3 separate regions of the Mus musculus genome follow, and regions 1 and 3 are each linked to region 2. A link is a contact called in public ChIA-PET data. All regions are on one chromosome and are shown on one strand. The core of a region is the stretch at or near the end of the contact, and the rest is flanking DNA. Distances in the headings are between cores, read along the strand shown. Region 1 overlaps Kidins220 (kinase D-interacting substrate 220). Region 2 overlaps Gm36723 (a long non-coding RNA gene). Region 3 has its middle 230 kb from the start of Gm36886.

Evidence for each region. ChIA-PET counts read pairs in DNA pulled down with a chosen protein or histone mark.
Region 1: an RNA polymerase II ChIA-PET map of memory CD8 T cells shows a contact between it and region 2, with 17 read pairs. The contact joins two enhancer-like sites. A contact is called at or near these places in 1 of 115 datasets of contacts at active chromatin or transcription factors (memory CD8 T cells) and 2 of 9 other capture datasets (liver and pancreatic islet).
Region 3: an RNA polymerase II ChIA-PET map of memory CD8 T cells shows a contact between it and region 2, with 6 read pairs. The contact joins two enhancer-like sites. A contact is called at or near these places in 2 of 115 datasets of contacts at active chromatin or transcription factors (CD8 T cells and memory CD8 T cells).

The regions. Positions count from the first base shown.
Region 1 is chr12:25,011,682-25,014,628 of GRCm38.p6, reverse strand. It overlaps Kidins220 (kinase D-interacting substrate 220), which reads right to left. Exons shown (of 32, transcript NM_001081378.1): 21 at 1,188-1,332. Among named protein-coding and RNA genes, the nearest start is that of Gm36236, 38 kb to the right of the region's middle. Within about 2 kb of position 1,293, at least 89 of the 459 cell types and tissues checked have an H3K27ac peak or open chromatin away from gene starts, as enhancers often do. A contact at or near this core is called in memory CD8 T cells, where this site is marked.
Region 2 is chr12:25,392,972-25,396,048 of GRCm38.p6, reverse strand. Gm36723 (a long non-coding RNA gene) reads right to left here. Exons shown (of 12, transcript XR_001780577.2): 5 at 2,537-2,654; 6 at 1,222-1,295; 7 at 100-173. Among named protein-coding and RNA genes, the nearest start is that of Gm36723, 39 kb to the right of the region's middle. Within about 2 kb of position 1,543, at least 28 of the 459 cell types and tissues checked have an H3K27ac peak or open chromatin away from gene starts, as enhancers often do. A contact at or near this core is called in CD8 T cells and memory CD8 T cells, where this site is marked.
Region 3 is chr12:25,701,107-25,704,158 of GRCm38.p6, reverse strand. No RefSeq gene overlaps it. Among named protein-coding and RNA genes, the nearest start is that of Gm36886, 230 kb to the right of the region's middle. Within about 2 kb of position 1,743, at least 32 of the 459 cell types and tissues checked have an H3K27ac peak or open chromatin away from gene starts, as enhancers often do. A contact at or near this core is called in CD8 T cells and memory CD8 T cells, where this site is marked.

The DNA of each region.
Region 1 (2,947 bases), core at 44-2,543, 380 kb after region 2:
GGACTGGAGGAAGAACAGCATGGGAGAGGGCAGTGTGCTCTACCAAGGAGCTTTGCTGAGAACAGAAGCAGGGCCAAGGCAGGGGCAGAGCCAGGAGGGGCAGAGCCAGGAGAAGTTCCAGGGAAAGGGAGGTGCTTGAGTGGGAGGGGTGCTATCTTACTTCCTGTTAAATTTCTACCATGCCCAGACCAACTCTGGGCATAAGAAGGATGATAAGACATATTGTCAAGTGAGAATGTCGGTGTTAGCAATAATATCAGGAAACAGTTCCTCTGTCGAACCAGCATTGGAAGATTGAAGTCTCATTTAAAGAGATTTATAACTATAAAATGTTATCTTAGGTATGACCCCCACCTATAATACAGTTTACGTCAGGAGCCCTAAACTTAGTATAAAATGCAATTCCAATTGACAGAGTCAACACTAGGAAACACCAGAAGGTACCAAGCAATACCATGTAAGGAAAGACACACATTCTAGAAGTTAAAATGCAAGTGTGTCTATGACTGCTCTCATGCTAATTAGCCTTAACATACAGAAGAGCAGCGTCCACACAAAGAATTCAGTCATAGCAATAAGCTCCTTTTTGGGGAATGGGGCAGGCTTGGGAGGTTCGAGACAGGGTTTCTCTGTTTAGCTCTGGCTGACCTAGAGTTCACTCTGTAGACCAAGCTTGCCTTGAACCTGATCAAAGATATGCCTGTCTCTGCCTCCAGAGTGTTGAGATTAAAGATGTGGGCCACCACTGCCTAGCTAATAGTCTCCATTGTATTACAAATATTTTTATTCAAATTATCATAGAAAAACTGAAATAATATGGCAGTATATAAAAATCTGAATTTCAGCACAAATATTAATGTGCTCAGTTATATAAATTATATAAATTTAGCCTAAATATAAAGTAAAAGAACTTTAAAATGATGAACTTTTAAGATAAATTCCCAAGTGATATCAGATTGTCAAGTACTATTACAAAAAAGTTACTACTATCATCTACCACTACCAACACAGCTCACACTCAAAGTGCTCTGTTAACGTTAAAACTTATGGTGAGTCTGGGGGTGCAACTCAATAGCACAACATTCACAGAGCTTGCACAAGCCCTGAGTTCAATGCCTACTATCTCAAAACAATATAAACAAAATAAAACTTATTATCTGTCACAGAACTTGAAAAACAAAAGTCACCTGTCACCGAAACAATATTGAGTAACCGTCTCATGGTTTGTGGACTGATGTCACTGAACCAATCCTCAGTAACCAGCAGCTTTGTGAGATCAAAGGACATCTGCCTCGTGATGGTTCTCTGCATCTGCCTTCTGCGGTAAGTATCCTGAAACAACAGCACCAGTGAGAAACACCCATCCTTGAGAGTTAACATGCACGCTTATGGTAAGACCAACAAAACAGACTGCAGAGCCAACTCAGTGGGTAAGAAAAGCAGAATTCACAATATTAACCAAAGAGAAAGATTGCAGGCTAGTCAAGTACAGTCACTTCTGAGGCACTTTCCAGAGCAATGACTCAGTAGAGTTGGCAGGCAGGCATCCCATGTGTTAGAGAAAACGTAATGTCTCAGATAAGAAGTGCACAGAACTCTGTAAAGAAAATCACGGTCAAGCTCCATAAAGCCTCGTACTAGGAGCCATAAAACAATAAAGCAGGTAAGTTCCTTCATGGTTCTAGGGATTCAGCATCTCTATTTTTAGGGTGTTTTAAAGTGTAACACGATTTTATCCCAGGCACAGCCACTCTTAACTTCCCTGGCATTTCCTCAAAGAGTTGAAGGCACCCTGTAGAGTGGGCTGGAGTGGCTAAGGTATCCCACTCCTAAGAGAAGAACACTCCCCCGAGTCCTGACGCATGGGAAAGGTAGATGAAACCATAGGTCCCCAAGAACCTGGGCTGCCAAGAGAGAAATCCAACATGCAGCATCACACACCCCCCTGACCTTGGCGCTATCATTTGTCACTCATATTATCTCTGAATTCATATCCTGCAAAGCATGTGGGCACAAAGCCAAAGACACAAGGTTTAAAAAGTAATGCCCCCCCCCCAAAAAAAAAGCTGGGCGTGGTGGTGCACACCTTTAATCCCAGCACTCAGGAGGTGGATTTCTGAGTTTGAGGCCAGCCTGATCTACAAAGTGAGTTCCAGGACAGCCAGGGCTATACAGAGAAACCCTGTCCCGAAAAACCAAAACCAAAACCAAAACCAAAACAAAACCAAAGTAATGTCCAGATGGTAGCAAACAAGAAAACAGGCAATGCCAGTATGAGCCCACGTCAGCCATCCGTAAGTGACATTATCAGCAAAGCTCCCCTGCCTGTGGACACCTTCCCACTTTACAAGCCTAAATAAATACACCTGGTTTTGCTCTACAAATAAGATGGGTGGACAGAGAGACTGAAGCACTGAACCAGAAACCCAGGGAGACTGGGAAGGGCCCTGAATCACACCTGGGCGTGGAGACTACAATCCAGACCTTGTAAACATTGGGCAAAGAGAAAGAACCTAAAGAGATTAAAAAAAAAAAAAAAAAGTAGGGCCGGCACCTGCTCAGGAACGAACGTGAGGCCACGATCATTTGCTGGCTAGGAAATCTTACTACTTAGGTGCAGAGTCAGCAGTGATCTGGGAAGAGGCTGCGGGGTGGGGGCCTCCTCCCTGATGAAGGTCTTTACCCTCCAGGCAGCTCTGAGGCAGCTGACGCTGAAAGGGAGCTCCGCACCGACCTCAAGAGCTTAGCTTCGTGTTTGCCTTTACAGGAGAACACTAGGCGTTGATTACAGAGAACACTAGGCGTTTACAGAGTACACTAGGCGTTGTTTACAGAGAACACTAGGCATTGTTTACAGAAGAACACTAGGTGCCACAAACTTAATTTTATTTGAATGACTGCTAAAAAAATAAAAATCAGAGTCAGGATATAGCTAAGTGGCAGAATA
Region 2 (3,077 bases), core at 294-2,793:
ATGAGAAGGGTATTGTTGCAAGTAGATTGAAATCCCAGTGCCAGGGAAGACATGGGCAAAGCCCTGAGACTGAATGGCCAGTCAAATTGGCGTACTTACCAAGTTCAGGCCAATGTAGTGACAAATTTTGGAATTTTTGTGTCTTTAAAAAATTCATAAACTGGAGAGAGAACCTGTAGAGACCATATCTAGAGGTTAGGCACAGCCGCTGGTTGAGGTATCAGGCCACCCACTCATCTCAAAAAATTTTAACCCATAATTGCTCCTGTCTAAAATAAATACAGGGACAAAAAGTGGAGCAGAGATCGAAGGAAAGGCCACCCAGAGACTGCCCCACCTGGGGATCCATCCCATATGCAGCCACCAAACCCAGACACTATTGCTGATGCCAAGAAATACTTGCTGACAGGAGCCTGGTATTGTTGCCTCCTAAGAGGCTCTGCCAGAGCCTGACCAATACAGATGCAGATGCTTGCAGCCAACCATCAGACTTAGCAATGGGGACCCTGATGGAGGAGCTAGAGGAAGGATTGAAGGAGCTGAAGGGGTTTGCAACCCCATAGGAAGAACAACAATATCAACCAAGCAGACCCCACCCAGAGCTCCCAGGGACTAAATCACCAGCCAAAGAGTATACATGAAGGGGCCCATGGCTCCAGCTGCTTATGTAGGGGAGGATGGCTTTATCTGGCATCAATAGGAAGGGAGGAGCTTGGACCTGTGAAGGCTCAATGCCCAAGCATAGGGGAATGCTAGGGCAGTGAGGTAGGAGTGGGTGGGTTGGGTGGGTGGAAGAGCACCCTCATAGAAGTAGGGGGAGGGGACAAGGGATATGCAGAGGGGAAACCAGGAAGGGGGATAATATTTGAAATGCAAATAAATAAAATAACCAATAAAAACATAAACCCCCTTGACCCCCTACTTTTCCTCTCCTATCTAGTGTTAGGGGGTTGAAAGGGTGGGGAAAGGATGGAGAAGGATGGAAGGAAGAACCCACAAAGGAGCAAACACCAGCTACAGGCCAATGAGAAATTCTGTCTCAAAATATAAGATGGATAATGGCAGTAAGGAATGACACCTAGGCTTATCTTCTGTTCTCCACACACATTGTAGACACTTGAATGTGTGTGTGTGTGTGTGTGTGTGTGTGTATCCAATCACACACACAAAGATTCCTCCTCTTTCAGCTTGCACTACCTACCACTAGTCCAGAACACTTACCTAGTGGTCTACACCCATTGTCTGACTCTTGGTTAACATTCTTATGTTACTTTCTTTCTGCTGTGACCAAAAACCTGAAAATACAAAGGAAGAATGATATATGTTTGTTCATGGTATAAGACAAGAAGGACAGATCCTTTACTGCCATGGTGGGATAACGGCAGGGGAGGCCATAGGCTATGCTTCGAGAGTGTCAGGGTGCTGGTTCATATCTCAGTGAAGCAGGAAACAAATGGTGAGCAGGAAGCAGGGCAGAGATGTTAACCTCAGGGGCCACTTTTCCAAAATGTGCCACTAGCTGGGGACCAAGCACTTAAACACATCAACCTGTGGTGTCATTTTCATGTTCAAAACTCACTTCCTCTCTGCCACTGTGACACCCAGACCTGTGCTAGGTGGCTGATGACAGATAAAATGGTGTCAATACCAAAGCCATCCTGTTTTCTTAATGGCTTACTGGCACTTCTACAGAGGAGGTGCGGTGTGGCACATGGGTCTTCACACTCTACTCAGTTCCAGGAATCTTTCCCGAGCTAGCTTTGCCTTCTGTATTCTATGATGTTTTCTCTGCAGAAGATTACACTGACAGTAGTTTTGCTACAAACACCACATACATAGAACTTCAGCGTAAGGTACTTTGTTTCTCCTACAAAAGAGATGGCCAAATGCCCTCCTCCAGGCACATGTCCCCAGAGGGTCTCTCCTAGTTGCTGTCCTTCAAGACAGCCCCTGGGAAACACTGCCTGCAGTCAATGTCTTCATGGACAAGTGAATCAATCCATCATCTCCATAGAAGATCACGGGGAAGAGCTGATGAGGAAATACCAGAACACGAGTGGGTGACATGAGGGAGGACGGGCCTAGTGTTTGTGAAACTTCCCTGTTCTCTCTGACTTTGCTTGTGTCCAATCTTAGAGTCCAGTCTACTTCTCTTTGTGGTGGACCCTCCCAATCTTTCAAGTTAGTGATTCTGACAGAAGCCAGCCTGGACATGTGCTATTTAATATCCCAAAGTAACATGCTGCATGACTGACATGGCCAAAAAGCATGGAAGGGGCCACTCCTCTCATGGGGCAGGCACTGATGATTGGCCTTTCTCAGGAAAGCAAGCCATTCACTGAGGCTCTTCAGGCCTGGCCGCAGCTCCCTTTGGTGCTCGTCATAGTTAATATTGGTTGACAGATTAACAGAAGCTAGAACCATCTAGGAGACAAACCTCTGGAAACGTCTGTAAAAGAGTTTCTAATTTAATTGAAATGGGGTGAGCCACCCTAAAAGTGTCCAGCTATTCGCCAGGCTGATGTCTCTGACTTACCAGAAAGGAGAAAGCCACATTCATCTCAGTTTGCTTCCTAATGGCAGATCCAATGTGGCTGAATGCCTCTAGTTCCAACTGTAATGACTTTCCTGCCATGGCAGACTGTAAGTTAACACTGTGAAAAATAAAAATGAAAAACAAAAACCTTCATTTCTTATTTTTCAGTGTGTTGTCACAGTGCTGAAAAAAGGTAACTAACACTAAGTTGTCCTTCCCTAGTTTACATATCCTGAGTACCACTGGGATCTGCTACATCATAGCATAGAGTCCAAACAGAACTATGGCATCCAAATGATGTCACTGCTTGATTGACACAAATAGCAGGCTCCCTGTGCCAATGGTGGGAAGGAACACTTTAATCTGTTCAGCCTCAGATTTCCTTGTGGCTGAAGCTGTCACAAATGTAGAACACCCTAGATTTTTCTCAATCCTTAACAGAGAGAAAGAGAGAGAGAGAGAGAGAGAGAGAGAGAGAGAGAGAGAGAGAGAGAGAGAGAGAGAGAGAGAATGAATATGATCAGACTTCTCACCACTACTT
Region 3 (3,052 bases), core at 494-2,993, 310 kb before region 2:
AGTACAGGAGCCCAGGAGCCCAGGAAAGGGTGACAGGTTATCTTGTAGGTGGGTGTAAGCTGCCTTGATATAGGTACTAAGAATCAAATAGCAGCCCCATGATTTTAAATTTTGAACAATAGCAAACTACAAAATAACACTTTCCCCATGACTTCAATCACATAAAAATCTTTTTTAGGTGAACCAAGAACAAGCTAAAATAGAAGGGAGGGGAATAGATAGATAGATAGATAGATAGATAGATAGATAGATAGATAGATAGATAGATAGAGAGACAGAGAGAGAGAGAGAGACAGAGAGAGACAGAGAGAGAGAGAGACAGAGAGAGAGAGAGAGAGCAAGCCTGTGTATGGTGAAACAAGAAAACATTTAACCCTTAAGAGCACTGTCTGACAACACCATCCCTTTTCAGTATATAAACAAGTCCATTCAGCATTCAGTTGTAGACAAAGTCATCAAATTTACTTGGAGCTGAGCAAGGGGTTTAAAAGGCTGAGAAACAAAGGGTGAAAAACATTGGAATCAGACATCAAGTTTCAGAATATAATACAGATGGCTTCATGGTTGAAGAACAGGAGTCTCTAGAAGTAACCAGAAGCCCACCTGGTGCCTTTTACAGGCATTGAGCCAGAATCATCCTACATGTTCATCAGAGCCACACAAAATTTAGTACGAAACAGAAAAAAAAAAAAAGCCCAATCATATGTTTCCATTGACTACTTAATATATCTATTGCTCAGCCGCTGCAAACTACATGGGGCTTTAAACATGCAGAGTGTAGAAATGACTTAAGAAGATGTGAAAGTATCTGAAGGTTTCTTGTGAGATCTGGATGAGGCTATTTGCATACGACAGCCAGAGCAAAACCACAGGAAGCTATCTCCACCTCGTTCACTCTTCCTTCCTTTTGCTCCAGCCCATCCATCCTTCTTCTCTCACCACCAGGGCCCCCTCCCAGTAAACTCCAAGCCACGTGACTGTTTTCAACATCTGCTTCCTTTCTTCTCTTTCATAGAAAGCACGCATGAATAATCAGACCGCTGCTGTTAATTGTAAAAATCATTAGTAAACTTCCAGGTGCTGTTTACTATATATGCATTGTAATTTTCTATCCTAAAACCAGCAACTCCCCCGCATCATTGTCTGCCCTGGGCGTGAGCACTCTGCAGCTTGGAGGCTGTCAAAGGCGGTTGCAGCCCCACTTGCAGGGACTGAAAGGGGTCGATCCACACCTGCAGTGTTTGAGGCAATAATTCCTAATATTAACCAGACCTCATGAGGAGCGGGCCCTTTTGCCAGCCTCCTCATGATCCGACACTTACAATCCACGTGAACTCTTTGAAATAAGCTAAGATTGGCCGGCCCCCTCCCTGAGTTCATTCTTCTCTCTCCCACCATGCCGCCCTATTGTCCAAGGGCTCTGGAATGAGACTCGCGGAAGATTAGAAAGGAAACCCAGACGGCATGCCAGTCTACTGCCTATGACAGAGGGGCCTGCGTCTTTTACACCACAGAGGCGGAGCAAGCCGGTGGACCCGAGAAAGCCACAAGGAAAGGAAAGGATGGTTTCTGGAGCTGCACCTGAGAAAGATCAGAGCTCAGAGGAAGTAACTCGCCCGAAGCCACACAAACACAGCCTAATGCTTTGGTTACACAAAACACACCGCAGCTTCCATCTGTTTCCTTGAAGGCACCTGTGGTTTTCCTTCCAGCATTTCAAGAGACAAGGAAACAAAGCTTGCATTTACATTTCCCAGGTACAACCAGGCACCCCGCGCACCTGCTGCTCCCTGTGGGCTTCCACACAGTCCTAGTTAGCTTCAACTGTCAAACTGACACAGCCTGGAGTCATCTGAAAGGAGAGCAGAACCAGGCTGACCAGCGGTTGTATCTGTTGGGCATTGCCTTTAGTGTTAAATGGTGGAGGAGGGCCCAGCATACTGTGGGGGACAGCTGGTCCTGAACTATACAAGAAAGCTAAGTATGGCTGGGCGGTGGTGGGGCACGCCTTTAATCCCAGCACTTGGGAGGCAGAGGCAGGTGGATTTCTGAGTTCGAGGCCAGCCTGGTCTACAGAGTGAGTTCAGCCAAAGTACACAGAGAAACCCTGTCTCAAAAAAAAAAAAAAAAGAAAAGAAAAGAAAAGAAAAGAAAAGAAAAGAAAAGAAAAGAAAAGAAAAGAAAAGAAGAAAGAAAGAAAGAAAGAAAGAAAGAAAGAAAGAAAGAAAGAAAGAAAGAGCGATCCAGCAAGCCACAGCCCTCCATAGCTTCTGCTTCAAGTTTCTGAATGAGCCCTTACCATGACTTCCTTCAGTGGGACTGTGATATTGAAATGTACACAAAATGAACAATTGCTTCTCTAAACCACTTTTGGTTATGGTGTTGCAACAACACAATAGAAATCAAGCAGGTGCTTACTCCGTTCCTGTAGGAGAAGCACTGACAACTTTCTGGGTCCTGTGAAGGAATGCACCTGGGTCCCCAAAGGCTACTCTTTGACCTAGAATGTGCTGCATTTTGTGAGTTTACACCATGGTCAGTTCCTACTGCTAGCTTGTCACTCGCTCATACACCTATGTCAAGGCTTCTTGACATGCCTTGAGAAAGACAGCTTTGAATACATGAGTGAATGAATTAAAACCTACCAAAATGATTTCTATTACCTATACCTCTCATAAATGTTAGCCCTAAGAAGTTCAACACCAAAGTTCAATGGCAACAGTGTGTTAGTCACTTTTCTGCTGCTGTGGTGAAACACTGTGATCAAGGCAACTTATAGAAGAAAGAGTTTATTTAGGCTCATGGTTCCAGGGGGTTTGAGTTCATAATGTTGGGGACAGAATGAAGGAGGTGGAAGGCACGGTGGCTTGAGTGACAAGCTGAGGGCACATGTCTTGTAACATAAGCAGTAAGCATAGATAATGACTGGAAATGACATGAGGCTTTAATCTCAAAGCCCACCTCCTGTGACATACTCCCTCTATTAAAGCACATGTCCTAAACCTTCCCAGACAGCTGCACCTTCTGGGAACCAAATGTTCAAACGAACAAG